2 separate regions of the Mus musculus genome follow, and region 1 is linked to region 2. Evidence: chromatin contacts called from public Hi-C data. All regions are on one chromosome and are shown on one strand. Each heading gives the region's core, a stretch centred on a gene start, on an enhancer-like site or on the middle of the called end of the contact. The rest is flanking DNA. Distances are from core to core; before and after follow the strand shown.

What was found. Hi-C and Micro-C count contacts between places; a contact is called where the count stands out from the background.
Region 1: a contact with region 2 is called in a Hi-C map of bone marrow-derived macrophages, with 9 read pairs. The contact joins two enhancer-like sites. A contact is called at or near these places in 2 of 39 promoter capture datasets (the 3T3-L1 cell line and hippocampal neurons), 31 of 484 Hi-C or Micro-C datasets (the 3T3-L1 cell line, 3T3-L1-derived adipocytes, the NIH/3T3 cell line and 16 more) and 7 of 115 datasets of contacts at active chromatin or transcription factors (bone marrow-derived dendritic cells, cardiomyocytes, differentiating embryonic stem cells and 4 more).

Annotation. Positions count from the first base shown.
Region 1 is chr13:119,325,942-119,331,901 of GRCm38.p6, forward strand. No RefSeq gene overlaps it. Among named protein-coding and RNA genes, the nearest start is that of Nnt, 80 kb to the right of the region's middle. Within about 2 kb of position 3,485, at least 8 of the 459 cell types and tissues checked have an H3K27ac peak or open chromatin away from gene starts, as enhancers often do. A contact at or near this core is called in bone marrow-derived macrophages, where this site is marked.
Region 2 is chr13:118,416,616-118,422,732 of GRCm38.p6, forward strand. No RefSeq gene overlaps it. Among named protein-coding and RNA genes, the nearest start is that of Mrps30, 32 kb to the left of the region's middle. Within about 2 kb of position 4,001, at least 14 of the 459 cell types and tissues checked have an H3K27ac peak or open chromatin away from gene starts, as enhancers often do. A contact at or near this core is called in bone marrow-derived macrophages, where this site is marked.

The sequences.
Region 1 (5,960 bases), core at 2,235-4,734, 910 kb after region 2:
AACACAATACAACACAACATAACATGATGTGACAATATAACATGACCTGACATAACATAACAACACAATTTGTTCCCAAGAAGGGACTTTCATAAAGACCTAGTCTCAATACCCAAATGCTCATCAAGAATCATTTGTATGGGGCTGGAGAGATGGCTCAGCAGTTAAGAGCACTGACTGTTCTTCCAGGGGTCCTAAATTCAATTCCCAGCAACCATATGGTGGCTCACAACCATCTGTAATGATATCTGAAGCCCTCTTCTGGAGTGTCTCAAGACAGCAACAGTGTACTCATATATAATAAATCTTTTAAAAATAAAAAAAATAATCATTTGTATGTCACTTGCCAATGTCTCATAGGCCAACATGAGCCATATATTCAAGCCGGGAACAAACAAAAAATGATGAATTGACATTTGTGAAAACAAGTGTTAAGATACATAATGCATTGTCACTAAAATGTCATTAAAAACATTTAGTCTCCTTTCCTCATATCTATAAATATGTATTCCTGTGCTCTGTCAGAGAAAGAATAGATGCTATAGGTGTTGAAGTGCCCATGGTGCTGAATTGTTCTTTTGAAAAAGATCCAACAACTTTGCTAGAAGTGTTTGAAATTATTAAATAAGATGTTTTGATTATTTATAAATTTAAAAACTTATGCCATCTCATCATATCAATCACCATAAATTAGCTAAATTCCCTGCTCTTAATCTGTTGTAAGGGAACTGTATCAAAATAAGTTACATTCCAAGAACTGGAAATAATGAGAATATAGATATTTCCTAAGAAGGGGACTTCACACAATTGTGAGTATTGGTGTAGGTGTCTATGAAAAGTTCTCAGCTGTTCCTGCTGGTGGCACTGAAGTGACCACCACCATGGGGCAAGACCGTCATCTGGACATGACTCAAGAGAAGCAAGGACAAATCAGACCTGCTGCTCTTCCACAAGCAGATGCTACACCAAGCAACCCATCAGCCCTGAGATGAGGCATGCTGCACACAGAGCTGTAGGCATCCCAGGACTTGAGCAAACCTTCAGGACAAAGTGGTAACTGCTTCACCTCATGCTCCAAATCTCATACAATTTCTGTTGGGACTGAGCTAAAATTGAATGAGGAAGGAAATTCTGACTAAACTGACCCCAAACTACATAACCAGAGCCACTGGCAATCAGAAATGAGGCTGCTTATTGCCTAATAAGCTGATCTTCTGAGGTCAAAGCTAGCAGGCAAACAGGACCCCAGAAGACACACAAGCTGGTACAACTGAATTGCTGGTGCCTGGTTTCAATTGCCTGAGTGTTTTCTTGGTAAATTGAGCAGTCTGTAAGGCAAAGAACATGATGTTCTTCCTTTACTCGTGCTCTGACAAAGGCTGGGTAAAGAACAGATTTAGGGAAATACTGAGATTGTTTTGATTTTTTTTTAATATAATTTTTGCCGAAAACAGTTTTAAAACAGGAGGTTAGTCGATGTCAAAATCAACAGATGAGGGCCTACAAGACACCTCAGCAGGAGCAGGCACTTGCCAATAGGCCTGACAACTGGAGAGTGATCCCTTGAAGCTGTCGTGAAAGGAAAGAACCAACTCTCATGGGTTGTCCTCTGTCCTCCACACATGCACTCTAGCACACACACAAGTATGTACACACAGACACGTGTGTATGCACTAGAGGGGGGGGCAGAAGAGAGAAACATATAGAGATAGATAGATAGATAGATAGATAGATAGATAGATAGATAGATGATAGATAGATAGATAGATAGATAGATAGATAGATAGATAGATAGATAGATAGATAGATGATAGAATTTAAGAAGTCTTATGAACATCTACTAGTTTATAAACAAATTTTGAAATATAAAATAAATATTGGGGCTGGAAAGAAGGCTCAGCAGTTATGAGTACAGCTCTTGTTCTTACAGAAGACCCAACTGTGGTTCCCAGCACCCATCTAGATGGCTCACAACCACCTGGAATCCCAACTCCTTCGGGTCCAGTGCTCTCTCCTATTGCCAGACATGAGATCCTTCCCTTTGAGTTATTGTTCAAGGAGGTCCCAAAATAACATAGCTATTCTCATTGCTCTTGGTTGGTCTCGATTAACTAAATGATAAGACCCAACTGCTGAACACACCACACACTTTGTTTGCAGGATATCGAAAATCAATCAGAAACTGACCAAGAGTCTCTTTTCCTGCTGTCGAACTTGCATAGTGGGGGAAGGTGCTATGCAGGCTGCTGGGTAGAAAAGACATCCGTGGCCTTACTCAGCACGGTTGTCATCCATGCTAGATAAGCAATCTACCAACCTACCCGTATCCCTAGTCCCAGCTTCTAGTGTGAAATGCAGCTCACTACATTTCTTTCAAAAAATGACACATCAAGGGTCCCTTTGACATCCCCATCCCCATTTTTAATCCACAAGAACTATGATGGTTTGTCTTCTGTTCTATCTCCCTGTCTCATGCAATATGGAAAAGCCTATAAAGACTTATCTACAGCCACCTCATTCTCTCAAGCTGGATTCAATGACAAGGTCCCTTTCCTGCTGTGTCATTTCCAAGCAGACTACCTACCATGTTATGAACCTGTATTCTCCTTGCAGTCTGCTCTAATGCCATTGAGCAGTATGGTATGGAAAGATTGAGTTATGACAGCTTTAAATGTGTTTATCTTTGTCTCGACTTACTTTATTTCTGGAGCAGGAGGGATATTATTACAGAGGAGCAAAAGGCATATGCCTAATAGTGGAGCCATGGCATTTACAGAAATTACCAAGCACTGATAATTTTAAGGGAAATGTGATTTGATTTTATTTTCTATCTGCCACAGAGTAAAAGAAGTTTGTGGTATACTTTGCCCTAGCTTCTCCAGTGAAAATTGCAATTAGTAACATACAGAGGAATTGCTTTTTAAAAACCATTTCATGAGTAATGCGTCAGTACAGAAATGTTGGCCGGCCTAGAAATGCTAACTTGTGTTCTTAAAACAAGAAGAATTATCAGTAGAGTGGCATTTTGACCTTTCTGTCTTTGTTTCGTGTGCGCTCCAACTACAAATTAATGATCCTTCCCAAAATTTGGCTGTAGATGTAATACCAAAGCATTGCTGATAAATGACTTGAAATTAGATGATAAGGCACTTTTTAATCTTCATAGGACAAAGGGAAAAAACCCTTCCCAAACCAGTTCAACATCTCACTAAATTTCCTAAAATACAAATTTCTGATGTAATTCCGTTCCTCTCACCAGATAAATTAAATAGGTCTTCCTTAAAATGTCTTTACATAAAACATTTGGGTGAACCTCAGGCTAAATTATTTGAACAGGGTGTCTAATATTTTCCTTGTGTGAATAGTACTAGTAACGGTCTTACATGAAGGCCATTAAATTTTTCACCCTAAATATAAATGGAAGTAACAGGAATTTTTTTCAAAATATTTTGAGTGTATCATGCCCTCGGCTTTGCATAGTTTCACTACCCCAATCCAAACTGAATTAGCCATGATAAAACTCCTGTATTTAAACCAAAGAACAGAGGGAAGACGTCAGAGAATGAAAAGGGGGAAAAATACAACTCAAACTGTACTCAATCTACCCTGACAGTCACTTGCTTTCTGTGTGTCCCCAGAAGAAAGTCATGGACAAGGAAAGACCTTAATGTAAAATCAAATTTCTATCTTTAGGGGAAATTCATGACTCAGAAGAGGAAGTAAGTTCAGTTGTATGAGAATAAAGCCATATCCTGGCACATCTGAGTTCGTGAACTATGAGGGAGTTAAAAATCTTCAGCAAAAAGCTAGATTGGAATAGCTGATCCAGGAAACTCTACAGGTCAAGCCAAGCCAGTAGGTGTCGGAGGGAGGATCGCACAGCATGAAACCCAGAGTGGTGGACAGTCTGCTCTTAAAGATGAAGTGCTCTTGGGGTTCAGGTTTTTTGTGTATAAGGCAAAATGGTAGCAGCTGGGGGAGGTGCGATGGGTCAGTGAAGGAAGGTACATGCTGCCAAGACTGACATCTTGAATCCGATTCTGCGAAGAGAAGCATCTCCTGTAAGTTGTCATAACCTCCACACACATGTACACATACACACAATGTTCAAAACAATAAGAAAAGGGTTTTCTATATTTTATTAGAGATATTTTTTTTTCCAGAAGTCACCATGTAAATGAAATTTAGTATCAACCTGATCCGGATTGAAGTCCTGTGGCCAATTTTCATGATAGGATTCACTTAAAGCCCAAAAGGTGGAAAAGATGACAAAGTAGTTATTAACCAGCAGCTATTCTTACTGTTATCTATTTGAGGAGAAGACAAACGGAGTCTTTCTATCCAGAATCAAAAAGAAAAATAAGACAAACCGCCAGAAAATGGGTCCTGAACAAAAGTGAATGTGAGACAGAAGCAAATGTAAGTCTCCTTCTGTCCTGTTTTGGCTTCCTTTCTGGTGCTGAGATAAAACACTCTGACCAAAAGAAGCTCAGAGGAGAAAAGGTTTACTTGACTTATACTTCTAGGTCACTGCCCATTATTGAGAGAATTTGGGGCAAACACTTAAGGTAGGACCCCGGAGGCAAAAGCCATGAAGGAGCTTGCTGGCTGGCTGGCTAGCTCGCTCACAGGCTTATGCTTAGCTAGTGTTCTTCTACAACCCTGCCTGCAGATGCCACCTCCTGGAGTGGGCCATCCCTCCGTCATCAATTAATAGCCAAGACAACCTCCCACAACCATACTCACAGGCCAGTCTGCTCTAGACAGTTCCTCAAGTCTTCCTCTCAGATGACTTAACACTGTGTCAAGCTACAATTAAAGCTAAGGAAGACAACATTTCTCCTTCCTTGCATGACGTTAGACACACACTTATATTTATATAAACTTAGATATAAATACTCTCATGCTTACTTTATCGAGAGGTAACACTCCAGACATGAAAACGTGGCCAGAAGTGATTCATTATGTAGGAAGCATGCTAGTCTGCCACTGCCACCCTTTGCTTCAGAACCCAGCTTCCCCAGCCTTGCATTTACTCTGAGGACCTGTGGCTTTCCAGGAAATCCACCTCAGCTTTCAGCACCAGGTTGGAACTCCTGAGTCACCCAGATTCATGGACTGAGCAGCTGTCAAGTTTTCAGCCTCTCTGATACGCAGACAGCCATTTTGCACTCTACAGCCTGAGAGACCTAAGACCCATTTCAAATATACATTCATTCTACCAGCTCTGTTCTTCTAAATGGCTCCAACCATTACACCGTGCTTATCTTCTCTGTCATAACCATCTCATTCAAGACCTCTCATATCTATTTTCATTCACCACTCTCTTAGTTGGGTTTTCATTGCTTTGAAGAGACACCATGACCAAGGCAACTCTTACAAAGGCAAACACTTCATTGGGACTAGCTTATGGTTCCAGAGGTTCGGCCCATTATCATCATGGCAGGAAGTATGACAGCATGCAGGTAGACATGGTGCTGGAGGAGCTGAGAGTTCTACACCTTGATCCAAAGGCAGCCAAGAGAGGACTCTGTCTTCTACCCTGAATCTCTTCCACCCTTGGTAGGGCTCAAGCATAAGACCTCAAAGTGCAAATACACAGTGACACACTTCCTCCAACAAGGCCTTGCCTCCTAATAGCACCACTTCCCATGGGCCAAGAATATTCAAACCACCAAAACCACCTTATATTTAAAAGCTTCAAATATTAGCTATTTCGATTTCTGTCTCATACATTACTATGTTGCCAGTATAAATATCTAAACTGGTTTAAATCGTGAGGGGGAAAAATGGATCTTTGGCTCAAGATGGGATTTCTAAAAGATAAAGTTTAAGAACAAGAATTTTGAGTGCTTTGACATTCACTTGAGACCACTTTTTGCTGCTTTGTTGATCCAATACTTTTCAAAGCTTCGCTTGGGAAAGTTCTGTTTTCTCTTTGTCTGTGTTCTCTTGGCTGA
Region 2 (6,117 bases), core at 2,751-5,250:
TCTTTCTTTCCTTCTTCTTCCTTCTTCTTCTTCTTCTTCTTCTTCTTCTTCTTCTTCTTCTTCTTCTCCTCCTCCTCCTCCTCCTCCTCCTCCTCCTCCTCCTCCTCCTCCTCCTTCTTCTTCTTTCTCTTCTTCTTTTTGACAGGGTTTCTCTGTGTAGCCTTGACTGTCCTAGAACTCACTCTGTAGACCAGGCTGGCCTCAAACTCAGAAATCTGCCTGCCTCTGCCTCCCAAGTGTTGGGATTAAAGGCATGTGCCACCACTGCCCAGCTCCCTTGTATCATGCCCTTTCCTTCATGGTGTTCTCCCTCACTACAGGCTCACAGCAATGGAGCCAAGTGACAGTGTGTTGAAACCTCTAAAACTGAGTCCATTTGATTCACTCTATTTGTTTCTCTCAGGTATTTTATGAGATAAAATCAACTATGTTCCTGAAATATGAGGCCAAAAGGCCTTAAGACACTGAGTGTTTGAATGGAACGTCCTTACTTTCTGTGCCTTAATTTTCCTTTATCTTGTCAGGCAGTCTTAGATAGTTTTGTTTTGCTGGAAAGAGACATGAGGAAGGCAACTTATAATCTGAGAGGGTTACAGTTATGAGCTTTTCGGGAAGAAGAATGGTAGCAGGCAGGTAGGCAGGTATGGAGCAGTAGTCTAGTAGTCTAGAGCTCACATTCCATCAATGGACGAGAGAGAGAGAGAGAGAGAGAGAGAGAGAGAGAGAGAGAGAGAGAGAGAGAGAGAGAGAGAGAGAGAGAGACTAACTGGAAAAGGATTTTGAAACCTCAAAGAATCACATATTCTTTAACAAGATCACACTCCATAATCCTTCCCAAACAGTTTCACCAGCTGGGACCTAAATATTTAAATGTATGAGACTATGGGGGTCATTTTCATTCAAGCCCCACAGAGACTTCCATATTTTAAACTCTTTCCCTCTGGTTCCTTGCAGCACAATGTAAAATGGCACTACAATGAATGAGCATGCTTATTTTTTTCCACTTATTTTCAATAGTTGTTCCCCAAAAAGTTCTGCACTACAGGAATTTGAAAAACGGGTTTGTTTCATTGCTATATTTAGACATTTTCTGAGCACCGAAGAGGGGATGCCCAGAGCACACAATATATATAGACAAGCACAAATGACTTACCAGAAATCAGGGGTAGGAGAACAAAAACAGAAGTGGTAAAGCTGGAAGTAAAATTGAAATGCGCAGTTCTTAGCTACTGGAACCTTGCCTTAGCAGCCAAACCTAGGCCACTCAATTACCGCATCATTTCAGTTATGCAGAGCACTTTCTGAATCCGAAGTTCAAACTAGGTGTAAGACAACAAAGCCTACAATGGTGGCCACCTTTTAAAAGCAATTCAAGAAACACGAATCCATAGCGACTCATAGAAATAGATTTTTACAAATAATTGGCAACATGAAAAACTCCCCATCATTCTTGATTTATAGAAGTATCTTTTAGATTTCCAAAGCATGACAAAATGTTTTAACATCCCACAGATGATATGGAGCTAGTGTATGGTTTACTGTCTTGTTAAACTAAACAGACATAAATAGCACTAAATGCACCTTTATAAAACTGGGGGATTCCATTGCTGTCCGTGGCAGTTACTTTTATTAAAAACAAGACAAGCAGTCATCCACTCCCAGTATATCTCCGGCCAGCACTGCTGTTGTGTGACAAAAAGAGATGATCACCAATCTCACCTCCCTGAGTGTCTGACTTCACACTTTCCCCCCAAAGGGCTAACTTTCTGTTTGAGTCAGCAAGAATTGAGAAAGAATAAATGAGCACTTCTGAGCTCTTCATTACCATAAAAATGCAAAATAAACATAGCAGCGAGCATGCCAGCTAGAATAAAGCTGTCACTGAGATGAATGCACTGCTAGAAAGACTTATTCACAATACTCCGTGTGCTCCTTCACATGATAAAACTGATCAGTCCCAACTGTCTGCATTGTATTTGCATAACGACACCGATGTTAAATAAGTAAAAACATTCTCAGTATAATGAGTTTTGTTCAGTGTGTTTTCTCATATACATTGACAATCATTTATGAACGTATGATTTTTTGCTATTTTTGTTCTTATTCTGCATTAGGTTTCTAATGTTTAATAGCAGACACTAGTTCTGAAACTGACTCTTAAAATGCATGTTTTTGTCAAACATTTAAGTCAATATAGTTGATGAACATGCTTATTTTAATAGCTATGTAGTAATCTAGAATACAGTTACTTGTGTTCATGTTTCATTAAATTTCATCCCTATGAAATAAATTTACAAAGTGAAGATTACAAACCATGCCTGTCTTTATTTTTCTGCTCTAAAATTATTTTAATATGTTTATTTTACTACATATACAATATATAATCTACAATATATAACTATTTGATATATTATCTTATAATTTATACTTAAAAAAAGAAAATATACTTTCTGATTTAGTTGGTTGAGAAAAATTTGTGCTCATTCTCATTTGAAATATCCCATCAGTTATGTCTAAACAAATATTTTTCTCTTAAATTTTTATACTGAGTTCTCTAGTCAAAGTCGAGTAGAAAGAAATGCTTTTCTCATTTTTCTCTTTAAAAGGAAAAGTTTTAATATTCTTTGTATGAGATACTTATCTGACTAAGCAACAGCCTTTACAGTATCTTTGCTTGCCCAGATTGTTTCAATAGGTATTGACATATTAAATACATTTTAAAAATCGATAGTTGAGATTTTATAATTTTATTTTATTCTAATAGTTCAAAGAATCATGATTATTAATCTCTAAATGTTGTTCCTGAAACAGTTTCAAGTCTAATAAAATACATTATTATTATATAATACTTGGTTCAATTTGCTAATTCTGTAGTTAAGTTCTCTGTAAAAGTAAAGGTTTACAATGAACATTCTGGTAAGAATTTCCTGTCTTAGTTTTTTGATTTTTCAAAATTTATATAAGCTTATATGTCTATGTGTGTGTGTGAACAAGTCAGTGCAGGTACCTGAGGAAGGCCAGATTGTATCAGATCCTCTGGAGAGCAAATTAGCAAGAGGTTGTGAACCACCAAGTGCGAGTGCTGGAAACCAGTTCCTCTTGAAAGAGTAGTACCATCCTTAGCCACTGAGCCTACATTGTAACCCCCAGGACTTTATGCTCTTAATAAAGTTTGGTAACGTGATGTTCTAACTCTCAGCCATTATATGCTCTGCAAAAGAACTTATTCTCCTTTAAATATTTTTAGAGTATTTCCATTGGTACTATCAGAAAGAAGCTAGAAGTTTTTTATACAAAAGTATGTTATTTACAGATTTATTTTTCTAATGAGATAAGTTATTATCAATAGCATTAATGTTATTTCATGTTTGAAAAGATATCTAAGTCACTTATAGTTTCAAATATATAGTTATAAATATTTTTATAAAATATTGTATTAAATATCTGTGACATATGCATATTTTACGTCATATATGTATATATATAGTAATTAATCATTCCACCTGAATATTGTTGTATTGTTATTTGTGTTTTTTCTTCATTTTATTTCAGTATGAGTAAAATTTATATATATATTTTCAAATTGGAGAGAAAGCTTTTGTTTTTTAAAATCAATTTAGCATTCATTTATTCTAAAACTCAACTCATGACTTTTTTTACTTCCTATATGTTTGAGATTATACTATAATTATATCATATCCCCTTTCCTTTCCTCCCTCCAGCCCCTTCCATATGCATTTCCTTGCTATCTTTCATATTAGTGACCTATTTTTATTAATAAACACACACACACACACACACACACACACACACACACACACACACCTAAATAGAAACTGTGAAGTCTATATAAGTGTTTGAAACTTGAATGTATGTTTTCAGGGCTGACAATATTTAGCATGTTTGTTATGGTTCTTCTGCTAATTTTTAGGAAGTCATGTTGGTGAGAGACTTTATGGGTGTAGCTTCTGATATTAGCAGGAAATGTCACAGCAAGATCCCGGAGTCTCTGGTTCTAACAACTTCTCCATTCCCCTTTTGCAATAGCCCCTGAGCCTGGTATGTGGGAGGGTTTTGTTTTGTTTTGTTTTGTTTTGTTTTGTTTTGTTTTGTTTTGTTTTGTTTTGTTTTGTTTTTGTTTTTGTTTTTGTTTTGTGGTTATATTCACTGGAATTGGGCTCCACAATTCTGCATTTTGTCCAGAGGTAGTTTTCTGAAATCGTTCCTGTCTGTTACAAGGAGAAATTTACTTGATGAGGGGTGAGGACTACATTTCTCTGTGAGCATAAGGGTAAATATTTAGAATGTAGTTAGGGATTATGGTGGTTTATTAAAGTGTTGGTTGTAGGCTCTCCTCCAAAATCCATGGCTCCACCAGCTGTAGGTAGGTGGCTAGGTTTTCAGTACTAGGCACAACTTCCCTCTTGCTGAACGGTCCTTATGTCTGATTAGAGAGCAGTTACTATGCCTACCACTACTTCACCATAGGGTTACTGTGCCATGCTGGTGGCTGTGATTTACCTGTGACATAGCAGGCTTGGACTGTGGGTTGCTTCCCTCCTTTGGAAGCTCTCATGTTGTTTTCTGGATACTGGAAAGGTAGTCCTTAAGGAGGAGGCATCCAGAGTAGTTCCAGATCAGAGACCTCTGGGATGGGCGTCGGAAATGCATGGAGTCTGCAGTAATAAGGACTTCCTTCCACCTCTGGGAAGCAACCACAGGCAATACCAGTAGGCATTATGTTCTGGGACAGACCCGGCTAACAACTGAAAAGAGTGCTTCTCATGCATGATGCTTGGATTTATGGTAGATGTCCTTTGGTTCTTGGAGGAAGCACTGTTAGCCCAAGGAAAAAAATGTATATTTAAGTAAAATATATGTATATGTAAACAGATACATATAATAAAAGTTGTTTTTTTTCATTTTGTAAGTGGCTCTACATCTTCAGATATGAGTAAATATCTTGGGGTAATTGAAGAATTCAGAAATATAAAGAGGAACCATTGCTTGGGTGCAGGAATTGGGAAGAAATGCAGAGAGGAGTTGTACATCACAAGGGATCTGATCTAGGATACGGGACAGAAAAGGGACCTCTAATTAGTGAGGTGACATGAAAATCATAAGGAATTACACTAATTCCTACTTAATAACTGCCTGAAAAACAAAACTATGAACAATGACTTTTAAAGAAACATTTATGAATTTTATTTAGAAACAGCTCATATAGAGTTTTGATGATTTTTAAATGCATATATTAATTTGGTAAGTTTTATTGTTTCTCCGTGTGAGTTTCTATGTGGTATTTACAGAATGAAAACATAACAGTGTGGTTTCTTATCTTTGAGCTCTTTCACATGTTCTTTTCACATGCGTTACAGAGTTTATAATGACACACCATTAAATCATCTTGATGATACCGAACATCCATATCCTAATACTATTGCATTTCATTCCTTTTATTCATGATGAAGGATGTTTGTAGAGGTTTCTGTGTCCAGTTATATTGATCATGAGGGGTGATTGCTGATGTTTATAACTAAGTTTTATTCCAGCTGATAAAGTCTTCCACTTTTAGTTTTGTGACGCCTTTAAAACATAAATGGATAGTGAAATATTTTACTTGATTTCTCTTACATATCATTATTTTATACTCAATCTACCACAATAATAAACAATGTTAATACATTCTGTGACACTGAACATTCTTTGATTTTTCCAGACTTTGTAATTATTTTATGATTTTTAAGGTAACAATTTTCTCCATTTATATCTAATTTTAGAAACTCTACTGGAGTGCAGAGCTCCTTGGCTGCAGGCCTGTGAGGACTTTTAATTCAGAAGCACCTAGATGAACTACTTTCCTTTTTTTGGAACCATACAAAGTTTAAGGCCCATGTTTAACTTTTTTCTGATTTACATACCCACAGTATCTATATTGATATAGTAGATATCCTTATTTTAAATTTTTAATAGGCACATTATTAGTGAATATTTATATCATCCAGTATAAATCAATATATACACACATTGTGCAATATAGAGATTATATTTTTATGTCCTCCAATATTTACCATTTATTGTTATTCTTCTAAACATTTGCAACTATATCCAGTGTTT